Regions from separate parts of the Mus musculus genome. Here region 2 is linked to region 1. Evidence: chromatin contacts called from public HiChIP or PLAC-seq data. All regions are on one chromosome and are shown on one strand. The core of a region is the stretch at or near the end of the contact, and the rest is flanking DNA. Distances in the headings are between cores, read along the strand shown. Region 1 has its middle 7.9 kb from the start of Gm39606. Region 2 has its middle 29 kb from the start of Sertad2.

The links. HiChIP or PLAC-seq counts read pairs in DNA pulled down with a chosen protein or histone mark.
Region 2: an H3K27ac HiChIP or PLAC-seq map of neural progenitor cells shows a contact between it and region 1, with 5 times the contacts expected there. The contact joins two enhancer-like sites. A contact is called at or near these places in 6 of 15 datasets of contacts at CTCF or cohesin (CD8 T cells, the G1E-ER4 cell line, the NIH/3T3 cell line and 2 more), 43 of 484 Hi-C or Micro-C datasets (B cells, CD4 T cells, CD8 T cells and 15 more), 23 of 115 datasets of contacts at active chromatin or transcription factors (the 230-238 cell line, bone marrow-derived macrophages, embryonic basal ganglia and 12 more) and 3 of 9 other capture datasets (adipose tissue, embryonic stem cells and liver).

What each region holds. Positions count from the first base shown.
Region 1 is chr11:20,457,459-20,464,422 of GRCm38.p6, reverse strand. No RefSeq gene overlaps it. Among named protein-coding and RNA genes, the nearest start is that of Gm39606, 7.9 kb to the right of the region's middle. Within about 2 kb of position 3,777, at least 63 of the 459 cell types and tissues checked have an H3K27ac peak or open chromatin away from gene starts, as enhancers often do. A contact at or near this core is called in cerebral cortex and neural progenitor cells, where this site is marked.
Region 2 is chr11:20,599,710-20,606,673 of GRCm38.p6, reverse strand. It overlaps a transcript of Sertad2 not described here. Among named protein-coding and RNA genes, the nearest start is that of Sertad2, 29 kb to the left of the region's middle. Within about 2 kb of position 3,428, at least 64 of the 459 cell types and tissues checked have an H3K27ac peak or open chromatin away from gene starts, as enhancers often do. A contact at or near this core is called in cerebral cortex and neural progenitor cells, where this site is marked.

The sequences.
Region 1 (6,964 bases), core at 2,528-5,027:
GGATTTCCTAGGTAAGTTTAGGTGAGAACACGTACCCTCATGTGGGCTGGGGTCCTGGATTGCATAAGAAGGAGACAGCAAGCTAAGCAAAGGCATCCATTGCTCTCCTTCCTGACTGTGGACGTGATGAGGCCCAGAAGTCTCCTACTGCCTGACCATCCTCGCTAGGTAGATGGTCTCCCCAGGAACTGTGGCCAAAGTTAACCCTCCCGCCCTTACGCTGCATCTGGTAGGTGTTTTGCCACAGCAAGGAGACAAGCAGCTACTCAAGAACATAGTACTCAGCGGACTCCAGGCACAGGGACTGTTGGGTCATGATCCCAGTAATTCACATTGGTGCTTTGTCACCGAGTCCTTGTGTGAGCATCCGTGGGTCCAGGGATCCCTTCTGAGCCCTTCCTCTCTAAAGCTAAAACACACTTCACACTGGCATGAAACCTCATGACTGTGGCTGGCTCACACGGTTCTAGGCCCGCGGTGAGGCAGAGTGTCGCTTTTGTTAGTTCTGTTCTCCACGGAACACATGGGGCATCTCCTTTTCTGGACTGTTTCTCCTGGGATACTGACCCAAGAAAGAACAGTAACAAGCAAGCGTTTACTCCTCTCTGCTGTGTAATTAGCCCTAAATTAAGCCACTCAGTGAGCTGGGATGCTGTTCTGTTGTTTAGGCTGGCTTCGAACTCCTGGACTCAAACAATCCTCTTGCCTCAGGCTCCTACGTAGCTGGGTTGTACACCACGGTGCCTTTTAGGAGTGGCCTGTGTTACATACAGTTTCTGTGTGTGACTGATTCCGGAACCCAGTTTGGCAGCTCTGGTTCAGAGACTCTTAGGAGCTGCAGGTATCTGACTTGACCTGAGGCTGAGCGTGGTACTTTCAAAGGACTGGCTGGTGGGTGGGGCTGGTGGGCGGGGCTGGTGGGCGGGGCTGGCGGGGTGGGGCTGGCTCTTAGTGCAAAGGCCCAGCTCCTAAAGCAGTGCTTCAGTGACTCAGGTTTAAGATTTCCATCAAAAGAGCATGATTGTGGGCCAGGTGCAGGGCAAGGGCAACAGAAGAGGAGGACGCAAGCACGGGAAACGGGAGGTGGGAGGAGGCACTGGGGGAATTGGGCTCGTGATCCCAAGAGGCAAGTGGCTTGGTGGGGACCCACAAAGGGCACTCAGCATGAAGGGATGGAGTAGAACCACTGTCACACCCAGTGAATTCCACAAGGGGGACAGAACTCTAACCCCAGGAGAATCTCAACCGTGTTCAATTGGAGATAGATCAAACATGATTGCCACCATCCTGACCTGATCTCTAAAACAGACAGCACCAGGAACGCATAGAGTGGTGGGTTCTGGAATGAAGGGACAGGAGCCTCTCCTCTCCCCTCCTCTCTTCTTTTTCTCCCTCCCTCCTCCTCCCCATATTTACAATACTGGGGAGTGAACACCCAGACTCCTACGTGCTTAAGCACTTCAGCACACAGTTACAGCCCCAGCCCAGTAATTTCTTCCCAGAGCAGGGTCACTGCATCTAAAGCCTGAGATAGAGCAGACATTTGAAGGTGGCTCTTGGCCCTCCTGAAGAACAGCTCATTCTAAAAGTGAGCGGCACCATTCCTGGACATGAGTTCTGGACTGCATTTAAAGGAGAACGCTAGTAGATCGTAGGTGTTCATCATTCTCGTCTCCTGTTTTAAGGGATGGCTTTGGCTCACAGTTCCAGGTTAGACCCTCCCTCATAGCAGGGAGGTGTGTGTACAGGATCCTGAGGGAACTAATCATGTCACATCTGTCACCAGGCAGGGGACACAAAGGGGCACACACATGCTCAGCTCTCTTTCTCATTTGTAACTAAAGCTTTATTCTACACAACTTGAAACACAGACTCTGACCCCTTTGCCATTGCAGACTGTCCATTGTTCTGGAAACTTATTACTGATTTTCTCTTTTTCTACTTATACAGCCCAGGTCCCACCCAAAATTAACTCAGAGCTTCCCACACTAATTAGTACAATCACAAGAACTTCCTAGAATGCTTAGAGGCCCAGCTCCCCAGTGGTTCCAGATTCTGTCAGGTTAACAATTAACACTAAGTTACCTAGCCAACTAGTAACCTTTCCTCTCTTGGGACAAAGGGCAACCAACCAGGCCAGGCCAGCTGAGGGTTACCTGCAGAAAAAGGGGCAGGAAGAAGGCTCATGGTAAAACTTTCTCCAGTGTTGTATCCACGAGGCAAGCATCGCTCTCCTGAGATGCCCCCAGCCCTCGTTCTAACAACTCCACCTCATGTAAAAACATTGATCTGAGCCAGGTATGGTGGCACATGCCTCTAGTTCCCTGAGTTGAGACCAGCCTGGCCTACAGAGTAAGTTTCAGGATAGCCAGGGTTACTCAGATAAACTCTGTCTTGAACCCCTGCCTCTCCCCCAAAACATATATCTGCATGTACAGGAAATGTGACAATCTCCCCTTCAGGGAGATAAGTGATAGGTGACCTTTGACCCCTTCTTTCTATTTTTTGCCCAAATTCCTTTGTGTAGAGAATGTTCTACTCATATTCAGAAGGAAGGTTTTTCTTTTCTTTCTATTATTCTTAAAAAGCTGTCATATATCCTTTTTATCTTTTTCTTCAAGATCTAGCAAAGAATGAGGAGGATTGCGCCACTGAGCCAATCCTCACACAGAACTCTTTTATTCTTTAATCTTAGAACCTTTTTTTTTTTTTTTGAGACAGCCCAGGCTGTCCTTGAACTCCTGATCCTCCTGCCTCTACCTCCTTAGTGGTAGGATTACAGACACAAGGCACCATGTCTAGTTTTTAGAGCTTTAAAAAAAGTATCCTCCCTCCACATGACAGGCAATATGGATAAAGGAACAGTCCTTTGTGTGTTCATAAGTTTTACCCATAATGTACTGCTGTGCAGCTTCCTTTGGGGTGAAGCTCCAGGCTCTGAGGGTGAAACTTCATGGGGAATGTGTGCCTAGCATATCTGAAGCCATGGGTACAACCCCTAGCACCAAAAAATAAACAAGATCTAAACCAGGTGGTGGTGGTGGTGCATGCCTTTAATCCCAGCACTCCGGAGGCAGAGACAGGCGAGCTCTGAGTTTGAGGCCAGCCTGGTCACAGAGTGAGTTCTAGAACAGCAAAGGCTACACAGAGAAACCCTGTCTTAGAACAAAGGAAAAAAAAATCTAACAAAGAATTAATCAAGCTACGTCCAACCTTACTTCAGGAGTCACTTCCTTCAGAGCATGGGAGAGGTATTAACCAATAACTCACACACCTCAGGTGGGCACTGGGCCTTGCAACCAAGCCCCCTGGAGTGCTGGAGATACCACACCACCATAGCGCCTCTCACTGGAGTGTCCACCAGGATAGTGCAGCCTTGAAGGTATGTGACACCAAGTGTCCCTTCCCCCACACTGGCTGGATATGAGCCCTGGGGTCTGAGTGGGGTGAACATTTTCTGGCTTCAAGAGCTTTCTTCTGCTTTCAGAGTCCCTTCCAGGCTGATCTTCCACTTCTCCAGAGTCCTTCGCTTTTGTGTTTGGGCCAGCAGGAAAAAAGCCCTTGGCTTGGCTCCTTATCTGTCAGGAATCCAACATTTCCAGGGGGCTTGCTTGGTTTCAAGTATTGCCCGAGTCTTTTCTTCCCTCTGTAGCTGAGCTTTTAGCCAGGATTTCTTGGCTCTTAGAAAGATCGAATGCTTGCCTCCCCGAGTGCTCTAGGTCTGTGTTTCATTTGCAGCTGCCTGGCCCTGCACTGGGCGACAGTCTCAGTCCTCCCCTGCCAGCCCATCCCATCATACAGGGCCAACAGAGGAGGTCCTTTGTGTGGTTGTCCTGCAGTGTGGGAGGGAAATGCTTCCAGTTTCCTCCACGGCCCCGTGTCTGCCTTTACCTCAGCACAGCCCAGGGGCAGGGTGGCACTGACTTCAAGAGTGCGCTGGCCATCTCCTAGACCTAGCAAAGAACGGAATGCCAACCCTAAACAGCCCTGGCCCCTAACTGCTTCTAAGTCAGATTGGGAACAGCTCAGCACCTGGTACTTTCCTGACAGAACTTTGCAGCTGATCTTTCCCCACTGGGTTTGGCAAAGCTGTAAAGATTTGGAACCAAAAGAATTCATCAGTTCTGTAGTGCATTATGCCTCAGGCTCTGCCTGCCTAGGGTCTCCTTCCTGGATTCCCCCAGGCACACCCTGACTTTGAAGTCCTCTGGCCTGATGCGTGGCTGCCAGGCCCTGGAGTACAAGTGTCAGGGAAAAGACTGTGGCTTATTTTGGTGGCATTGTTGTCACTCCACGGCCGAGAAAGCAGCTGAGCTCTAGTTTATAGGTAACGGCTGGCAGCCAGTTTAGGACATGAACACAGAAGCAGAGAACTCAAGGACTCTCCAGTGTGTCTCGATCACCAAGGGTGGCCCGTGCCCTGGCATCTATCTCCCAGAAGAGAAGCTACATGGGCAAGCAACAAGGCCTTGGCAAGGCACCCTTCTTTCCTACTGGGGACTGTAAGGGGTGGCCCCGTGCTCTGCTTGTTCCGGGTACCGTGGCTTACATGCAGATAAATAGTATTTGGAGCCTAAGGAAAGTAACTGTGACCAGTGTGCAGTTTTACCTGGTTAGGGAGGAAAGCGGTTGAGTCAGTGGGGAGGGCCTCTGACAGTTCTCACCTCAGTGAGTGTTTGGAAGACAAAGCAGGTCATGGAGAGGCTGCCTTCTTCCAGAGTTACCCAAACCCAAAAGGTTTTGAGTGCTTTGAAGATGAAGGGTCTCTGTCTTAGTTAGGGTTTCATTGCTGTGAGGAGACACCGTGACCAAGGCAACTCTTATAAAGGATAACACTTAATTGGGGCTGACTTACAGGTTCAGAGGTTCGGTCGGTTATCATTATGTTAGAAAGCATAGCAGTACGCAGGCAGACATGGTGCTGGAGGAGCTGAGAGTTCTACATTTTGATCCGAAGGCATCTAGGACGACAGTCTTCCAGACAGCTAGGAGGAGGGTCTCAAAGCCCACACCACAGTGACGCACTTCCTCTAAGGCCACACCTACTCCAACAAGGCCACACCCCCTAATAGTGCTCCTTCCTGGGCCAAGCAGAGTCAAACCACCAGAGTCCCCTTAGAAGCTTTGCACCCAGGGAGTTCCTTTGTCCTCCTGCAACATAGCAGGTAACTCCCCCTTCATTCTTGAGTTACCCTACTCATAGGCGGTCAGGCTCTAGCCTCAGATACAGACAAAAAAACTGATGCTCGGAGTTTGTCCGACTGCTCAAGGTCTGTGAGCGCCAGAGCCATGAAGCCAGTGAGGTCTCAGGCAGGGGCTGGGGATGCGATGCGAGACCCTGTCTCCAGCACCCACTGGCAGTCCCCAGATCCCAGCTCTGGCCCTGCAGGACCTCAGCTCAGGAACACACTGTGGGGTTAGAGGAAGCCTTGCTGCGAGGGGAAGCTGGATCTTGTTTGTATCACACTCCGCTGGCACATCGTGAAGCAAGAGCTCTGTTGTAGCTGAGCTGGTGCACAAAGTCATTGCATGGTGTGCATCCAATGAGGGAAGTAATCCACTCCGAAGCAGGGCGCTGAAGACACCAGGAGCTAGAGGAGAAGGCTGAGAATCACAGCCAGCCAAAGTGATTGGGGTCCCATGTAAAGGAAGCTGTCTGGGAGGCTTCCAGCAGGATCAAATATGGAAGCCTGTGTTTCCTGACGCTTGTCATTTGGTGGGCTTGTGCAAGTCTTGACCTTTTGACCTCTAAGACCCTCACTAGAGAGACTTCTGAGGCCAAGCACCTTGGACCCTAGAATGTCCTTTTGTTCCCAGTCACTGCCATTGTTACTTAGCCACAGAGAGAGAGGTACAACACCAGAAATAAAGAAGCAAAGTGAGCTGGAGGTCAGGAGTTCAAGACCGCCCTCAGCTAAAATATGTGTTCCAGCTCACCTGGGTTACACACACACACACACACACACACACACACACACATATATACACATACACACGCACACACACACACACACACACACACACACTGAATGTCACAGATGTCATGCCTGTAATTGATGCTAACCTTGGACAATATAGCAAGACCAGCTGCAAAAATAAATACATAGACAAAATTGAATGTACAACTTTAAAATAAAATAACCCCAGCTCTTCGGAATGCTCATCACCAGGCCCTCCCCACCGCCGCTTCTCCTTAAGGTCACTGAACACTGCCTCCTCTCCTCTGTCATTATCTGGTTAGGATGACATAGAACTCTTGATATTTCTGCCTCTGCCTCCCAAGTGCTGGGACTGGGGTCAGCCATATGGTAAAGGTGTTTATGTCTAGCCTGAATGGTTCTTGGGGTAAGAGGCTGACCCTGACCACATGCTGGGACTACAGGTGTGGGTCACATCGCTCAGACAACACACCACAGTATAAAAGCATGCACAGCTTGTTCCTAGGTCCCTGGTGCCTTTTCCTCTCTGGTAGCTTCCACCCCAGGTCTCATGTCCTGACTGTTTCCTCTGTTGGAGCATTTGTCTACACATCTTGAGGGTGGCCCTCTTCTTGCTGGTAAGGTCTCAAGTGCCCCTCTCCAGGAGGCATCTTCCAGACCAGCACTGCACCTCAGCCCTATAGTGTTAGTGTGGGTTAGCCCTTTTCCCTTATCCCTTCCACCTCCCCACCTTTCCCAGGCCCGTCCTCATTCTCCAGGATTTTCCTCCTGCCTCAGCCTTTGAGCTCTGGGATTTCAGGCACGGGTCATTATATACAGCCTACTTTAATTTCTCCATATATTCACCAATATATAAAACGGTTTAACTTTGGATCTACTCTGCTCTTCCTATTAAGATATAAAATACTGCAATAGGGGAGATGCCTCACTTGGGAAAGAGCCTGCCAAGCATGTATAAGGACCTGAATTTGGAGCACTGATGTAAAATTGTTACAGGACATCTGTCACCCCCTGGGGGTGGTGGC
Region 2 (6,964 bases), core at 2,179-4,678, 140 kb before region 1:
AAAAGGGTAGATACATTGTCTTTTATGAGACTTTGTGCTTTTATTTTTTTAATGCACAATATTTTTATATGTTATATAAGTGTATATACTTATACTTATATTGTTATAAACATAAATACGTATAATTTTATATTTCTGTTATATATAAATATGTAATCTGCATTATATACATATATATATATATATATATATATATATATGTGTGTGTGTGTGTGTGTGTACACACATACACATACACACACATTCTCCTTAGGGACTCCTGCTCATACCTCTCAAGCCAGAACAGCAGGACTGTAGATAGCTCAGCTATGCAAAACTAAGACATCAGTAGCTTTTTACCTTAGCACAATCCTACCCAAATAAAATCAGGGTTTCCTTTCCCTGCAGGGAAGGCTTTGATACAGGTCAGTGGTCAAGCGCAGGCTTAACATGCGTGGGGTTCTAGGTTCAATCTCCTGTACCATAAAACAAAAACCAAACAAAAAACACATAGGGAGGAGTAGGGACAGAGACTGCACACAGGTGATAGAATTTACCAAAACTGGTTGCTTAAATTTATGGTTACACTGAGGAGGAAAATGAAAGTTTCAGAGGGAAACCGTCTTTGCATTGGCTGGTAATTAACAGTAAGGAGCACAGAGGCTACTGGGTTTAATCATGGATGCTGTTCTCTACTGCTCCATGTGTACTGTTCTCGGGACAAGAAATGCTAAGTTTCCTGAGGATTTCTGCATAAGGAAAAGACATCCAGAATGTAGAAATACCGAATGAGTCCCCTGCTGAGCTCTACATAAGATATGTGCAGCCGTCCCCCACCCTCCCCTCCCTCCAGGAGGAGGCCCTGTGAGGGACAGCTTTGCCTCGTTCTGGCCAGGGACAACTGGGAGACAAAGGAATCATGTGCTGTTCTTAGCACAGATTCAGTCTTCTCACATCTGAGGCGGAGAAGGGTCGGAGCACACACAGGTTAAAGTGTAAGTAAGAGGTAAGGTGAATATGAACACCCAAGCCCTGAGCCAGGCTGGCCAGACCTTCAGGGAGAAAGGCCATCGGGTCCCAGAGTGGCCACAGTGATGTGTGCAGCCCAACACTTTCGTGAGAGCAATCCCCTCTACCCAGCAAGTGTCTACACAGAAAGCCTTGTTGAATAGCACACACAGGCACACAGGACAACAGAAAGGTCTCAGTGGTTAGGGTCATCTAATGAGGCAGACAGTGCTAGACTCCCGGAGGAAGGGAGGGGAGCTTAGAGGAAGAAAATGGAGGAGGCGCTGATCACTATAAAGATCAGATACAATCAAACCATATCACCTAAGATATTATTCCCTTCATTTTATTTATTTTCACGTATGTGAGTATTTTCCCTGCACACTTGTCTGCACTACGTGTGTTGTGTGACTGGTTCCCTCAGAGGTCAGAAGAAGGCAGCAGATCCCCTGGAATTGGGGTTACAGATGACTGTGAACTGCCATGTGGGTGTTGGCAATCTAACCTGGGTCCTCTGGAAAAGCGTACAGGGCACTTGACTGCTGGGCCACATCTTCACTCCTAATATTATTCCTTTTGTTGTTGTTGTTGGTTTTTTTTGTTTGTTTTTTGGGTTTTTTTGTTTTTTTTTGTTTTTGTTTTTTTTTTTTTTTTTTTTGGTTTTTCGAGACAAGGTTTCTCTGTGTTCCCCTGGCTGTCCTGGAACTCACTTTGTAGACCAGGCTGGCCTTGAACTCAGAAATCCTCCTGCCTCTGCCTCCCAAGTGCTGGGATTAAAGGCGGTATTATTTCTTTTAATTTAGATATAAACCCATAAATGAGAGCTTTGCTCTGGGAAAAACTCCAGAGACTAACACAATCAGACCCAGAATGCATGCAAACTGAGGAGGGCACCCACAGTCATTCAGAAACATAGCTTATTCTTGAACGCACAGGCTTTCTAACTCAGAGTTCATTCTCAAATCTTTAGCCATATTTTAGACTACAAAAGAAATAATTATTACTAAGTTAAAACACTAAAAAAAACCTGAAGTACAATAGAAGCCATTCTTCTCCAAGAATAAATCTTGCTATTAAAAGAGTTGAGCACACACAGATCTGTAGAAAAATACTCTGTAATGTCTCAGAGCCACGATGCATAAGGCATTCCTAAGACTAAAAGAAAAGCTGGGGCTGCTACAAGGTCAGTTCTCAAATATGTACGTGTCTAACCAATTAGAAATTCTGCGTTACTTTCAATGAACAAAATTACCCTACACAAAATGGCCGCATCACTGGCACATGAGGTCACTTCTCAGAACAGCAAGGGCAGTTTAACAAGTTTTAAAAATACACTGAATAAAGGCTCCCTTCTCCAGACAACAAAATATATACACAGCAGTCAAACTTGCTGTCGGAGTTGTGTCATAATTGCTTGTGACCCCACAAGTAGAGCAACAGTTCTTTACTACAACTTTTTAAAATTCACAATGTTAGCTGGGTACATGTTTTTCAACACTAATGATGCAGATCACATGGTCTCAAAAGCACATAAGCTTTCTCTCTCTTTGTACAGAGACTTCTGTTCTATTGTTTGTTTTTGGAGAATAGATGTGACCGTGGGATAGGGTAGGAGACAACTTTAAGGCTGGGAGAGGCCCGGTAAGTTCATCTAAGACTTTCACTTAAAACAGTCATTGGTCCCATTTACCGAGGACTACCTTCCTGGCTGTGGTAACATGCCTCTTTTAGGAAGGGTGTGTGTGTCAGGGAGATTAGTGTGGTTTTTTTTTTTTTTTTAATGCAAACTACCCATATGGGTTTGGTGAACTTTTTTGGGATGGTTGTTTTAAAACTAACAAACAAAAAAGGAAAAAAAGGAAAAGTTTCTTCCCCAAGTGGACAAAGACTTGGGCCCTCTAATGCATTGTTTTTATAACCTGGAAACTGATTGGGCGACACTCAATCTCCGAGATTAAAATCACTTAGTGAATATTGTATCGCTCCGCTGCTCTCGCTCGCTCGCTCGCTCGTCCTCTTGGCATGTGGGGCCCCACACTGCTGCTTCTGCTGGCGCACTTAGCCGCTAATGAAACCTGGCCTCGGAGCAGCTGCCCGAGTCTATGTCAAACTGCATCTGGCATCCATCTATCTTCCCCCCATCGAAATTCACCTCTGAAGTCATACAAAGCAGTGAGGGCTCGCTCCCCGGGCCACAACAACACACCGGTCTTTGTTTCATCAAGACTGAGAAGTAATTGTAGACTCATGTTTTATTATTTTATTTTACATTTATTACATATTTTAGCACGGTGGCTTTTGAAAGGAATAGTGGAATGGTGTTTTTAATACAGATACCACCAAGACCTGACAACACTCTGTAAACATTTCCTCGACCAGCAGTGGCCCAGCTTTGGCTGCAGCAGAATGTCGCAGGGTATGCCAGTAGACACAATGCTGCCAACGGATCCCAGACAAAGAGGCGAGGCTGCTTACAATTCTAGAGTTGTCACGGTTGTTAAATATGCTGCACTACAAAACCTCCTAGTCCTCGGGGCTTCTCCTATCAGTTCTGTGGCATTAGCAGAAATGCTGTTTTAGCAAAAAAATTATTGATGTGCTCTCAAGACATAATTTTCAAGAACTGTTATTTGAGAATAGTGTTCCTTAGTATACACACACATTAAGTTTTAAATGTAGTGTTTAAATGATACACTCTTGTGAGCATGATAATAATGGACCACTGAAGAAGTAGAGGCAAGAATCTCTCAAGTTCAAGACCAGCCTGTGCTGTATAGCGCGATTGTGTCAAAAACAGAGATGAGCTCTTCTAACACTTTAGTTGGCTCATTTCATAATAACTGGCTCTCTCCTGGTCTTCTGATGATATGACCTGTATATACAGGGACATTACTTTCTTTAATTCTGATGACTACAACTTGAATTATAAAGGAGATAAGAAGCATCTACCAAAGAGTCTACAGGAAGCTCTCCAGTCACAGATGACGCCTAAAATAGACCCAGGTCAGAAGCAATAGAACACAGTATTTTTTGCTTATTTGTGAACTTTAATTCTAAGACAGGCAGACACATGGGAAGATATGCCGTCAATTTCCTTACACTTTTTAAATACGCACTGGGGACTGAACCCAGGTCCTTGAAGCATACTAACCAAATGCTTTACTGCTGAGCTATACCCCCAGCCCAGCCCTACAGTTTCAAAAGGCCCTGTAATAACTCTATGTACTATTTCAAGCTTTGTGTCAGTATATAATTCAGTAACAGAAACTTCTCATACACTAATGTACAACTAACGTTACAGTATCCATTTCTGAAACTGTTTTAGGAACTCAAACAGAAAATCTGGACTGACTGACTGACTGACTGACTGGCTGATATTCTCCCTCCTCTCTTGCCCTGGCCTCTGGTGGCCTGCTTTACTCTGCTGCCGCCAAGGGCTTGTGAAGCCATGGGCCTGGTTATTTTAGGCACATCACTGCCAACATGTAGCATTTGCCCTTTTATGTATGGGTTCTCTCACTTGGGGTCTGTCTTCCAGATTCATAAATGTTGTGACATTAATATGTTTTTTCTGTTTGTGTTTTGAGACAAGATTTCATTCTCTAACCCAGGCTGACCTCAAACTCCTGGTGATCCTCCTGTCTCTGTCTTCCAAAAGCTAGGATTATGAGTATACAATACCACATCTAGAAATTTCTTTCTCCCACCTAATTTTGCATTGTAGAGATATCCCACATTTTGTTTACCTACTCAATTCTGAATGAACATTTGGAAATAATAAACATTTTTTACCTTCTGATTAGTGTGAGCAATGTGGCTACAAATATTATCCACACGTATCTGTGTGAACTCCTGATCTTTCCACTTGGGGGTTAATATATGGAATGAAACTGTTGGGTTATAGATGCTTAACTTTCTCAGGACCAAATAATGGCTTTTGAAAAACAAATCTTTTGAAGCGTCATCTTGTCCTTGTAATGACCACAAGTTGCGGTCATGAGTAAAGGTCTCCCTCTGAGCTATGTGGAGGCCTCCAGATGCTTTTCTTGATAAATTAGTGGCCAGTTCTCAGAGCTCACCTACCTGAGCTGGTCTATACAGTTCCCCACTCCCTTCTTCAGGAACACTCAGTCCACATGGCTTCCAGGACAGCATAGACCTCACTTTCTTCCCTTCTGCTGGTTCATACTTCTCTCCCAGTGGCCTCTGGCCTTTCTCTGGTCTCTAAAACTCTACAGTATTGCAGTGGCATCGTCCTTGGGTCTCTTTACAAAACTCTGTTCATGTAGTTTCAACATCTTAATGCAACATTCCAGTGTGTATCTTCAGCCTGTATTCTTCCCTGTGCTCCAGATTCGAATCTCCAATTGGAAATGTGGGCATTAGAATCCAACATCCTTCCTCCATTTACCCTGAGAGCTAGACTGTTGCTTATTCCTTCCAAGCTCATGACAGCACTTATCCAAGTCCCCAGCTCCAAATGCCTTGAAGCTACCATCATCTTCCTCATCCAGTCCTGCTCTTCATCTCTCACATCCCACCCTACTCCATCCACCCACCCACTCACATACATGTGTATCCATCCAACTGTCCTTGCAGCCCAGGGCGGGATGTAGACGAGGGGTAGAGGTTTATTTAGCATGTAAAGGCCCAGGCTCCAGCCTACAACTATACACACAAAACAACAACCTGAATGTGGACAGACATAGATTAACCACAATTCCAGTACCATCAGCCCTCTCTGAATCACTGTCACCTCTTATGCTGGCACTGGCATCGCTTCGGGAGATTGTACTTTCCTTTGTCTCCTAAGATTCATTTTACTTTTAACTATGTGTATGTGTGTGGAGGTATGCACATGAATACAGATTCCCACAGATGCCAGAAGAGAGTTCAAATCCCCCATTGTTGGAATTACAGGTGGTTGTAAAGCACCCATCGTGGTTACTATGAGTCAAACTCGGGTCCTCTGCAAGACCAGTTTGCAATCTTAACTGCAGAGCCATCTCTTCAGCCTAGGTTACACTCTCTTCCTCCTTCTTACCACTGACCCTCAATCCTCTTTATTTTACTTTTTAGATTTTATGTACTTGGGTGTTTTGCCGTCATGAAGGTATGTGTAACACACACACACACACACACATGCTTGCTGCCCTTGGAGGTCAAAAGAGGGATGTAGCTGATCCCGTGAAACTGAAGTTAGGGGTAGATGTGAATCACCATGTTGTGCTGGGAACTGAATCCAAGTTGTCTGCTAGAGAAGTCAGTGCTCTTAAATGCTGAGCCATCTCTCCAGCCCCCAGCATTTAAAAATGTAGGTTGGGTCATGCCATCCTTCCACTCCAAATCCAACAATGACCTCGCACTTCAATCAGTAAAGGCTAAAAGGTTCAACACCTTCTCCACCCTCACCATCCCTGGAAGCCCAGCACAGACTGCTCTCCTTGCTCACTCTTATTCTACCAACTCTTCTGTCCCTTGTGAGTTTATGTGGACAGGTTACTTCTCCTTGGAGTGTTCTCCTTCCAGATCTACACGGCTATATTAGGGTTCCATATAAATGTGTGCGTTTGTGTGTGTGTGTGTGTGTGCGTGTGTGTGCGTGTGTGTGTGTGTGTGTGTAGTTTATTGGAAGGACATATGGGCTGCAGTCCAGCTAATCCAACAATGGCTGGCTATGAAAGAAATTCCAAGAATTGAGAAGTTGTTCAGTCCACAAGGCTGGATGCCTCTGCTAGTCTGCAGTAAATGCTAGTATCCTGAAGACATAGGCCTCTAATACCAGTGAAGGAATGGACTTGCTAGTGAGGGGAGAGCAAGCAAAGAGGAAAGCTTCCTTTGTTGTTGTTGTTTTGTTCTTTTCTTTGTTTTTTAAAGACAGAGTTTTTCTGTGTAGTCCTGGACTAGAGCTTACTCTAGCCTCAAACTTACAAATATCTACCTGCCTCTGCCTCCCAAGGGCTAGGATTAGAGGTGT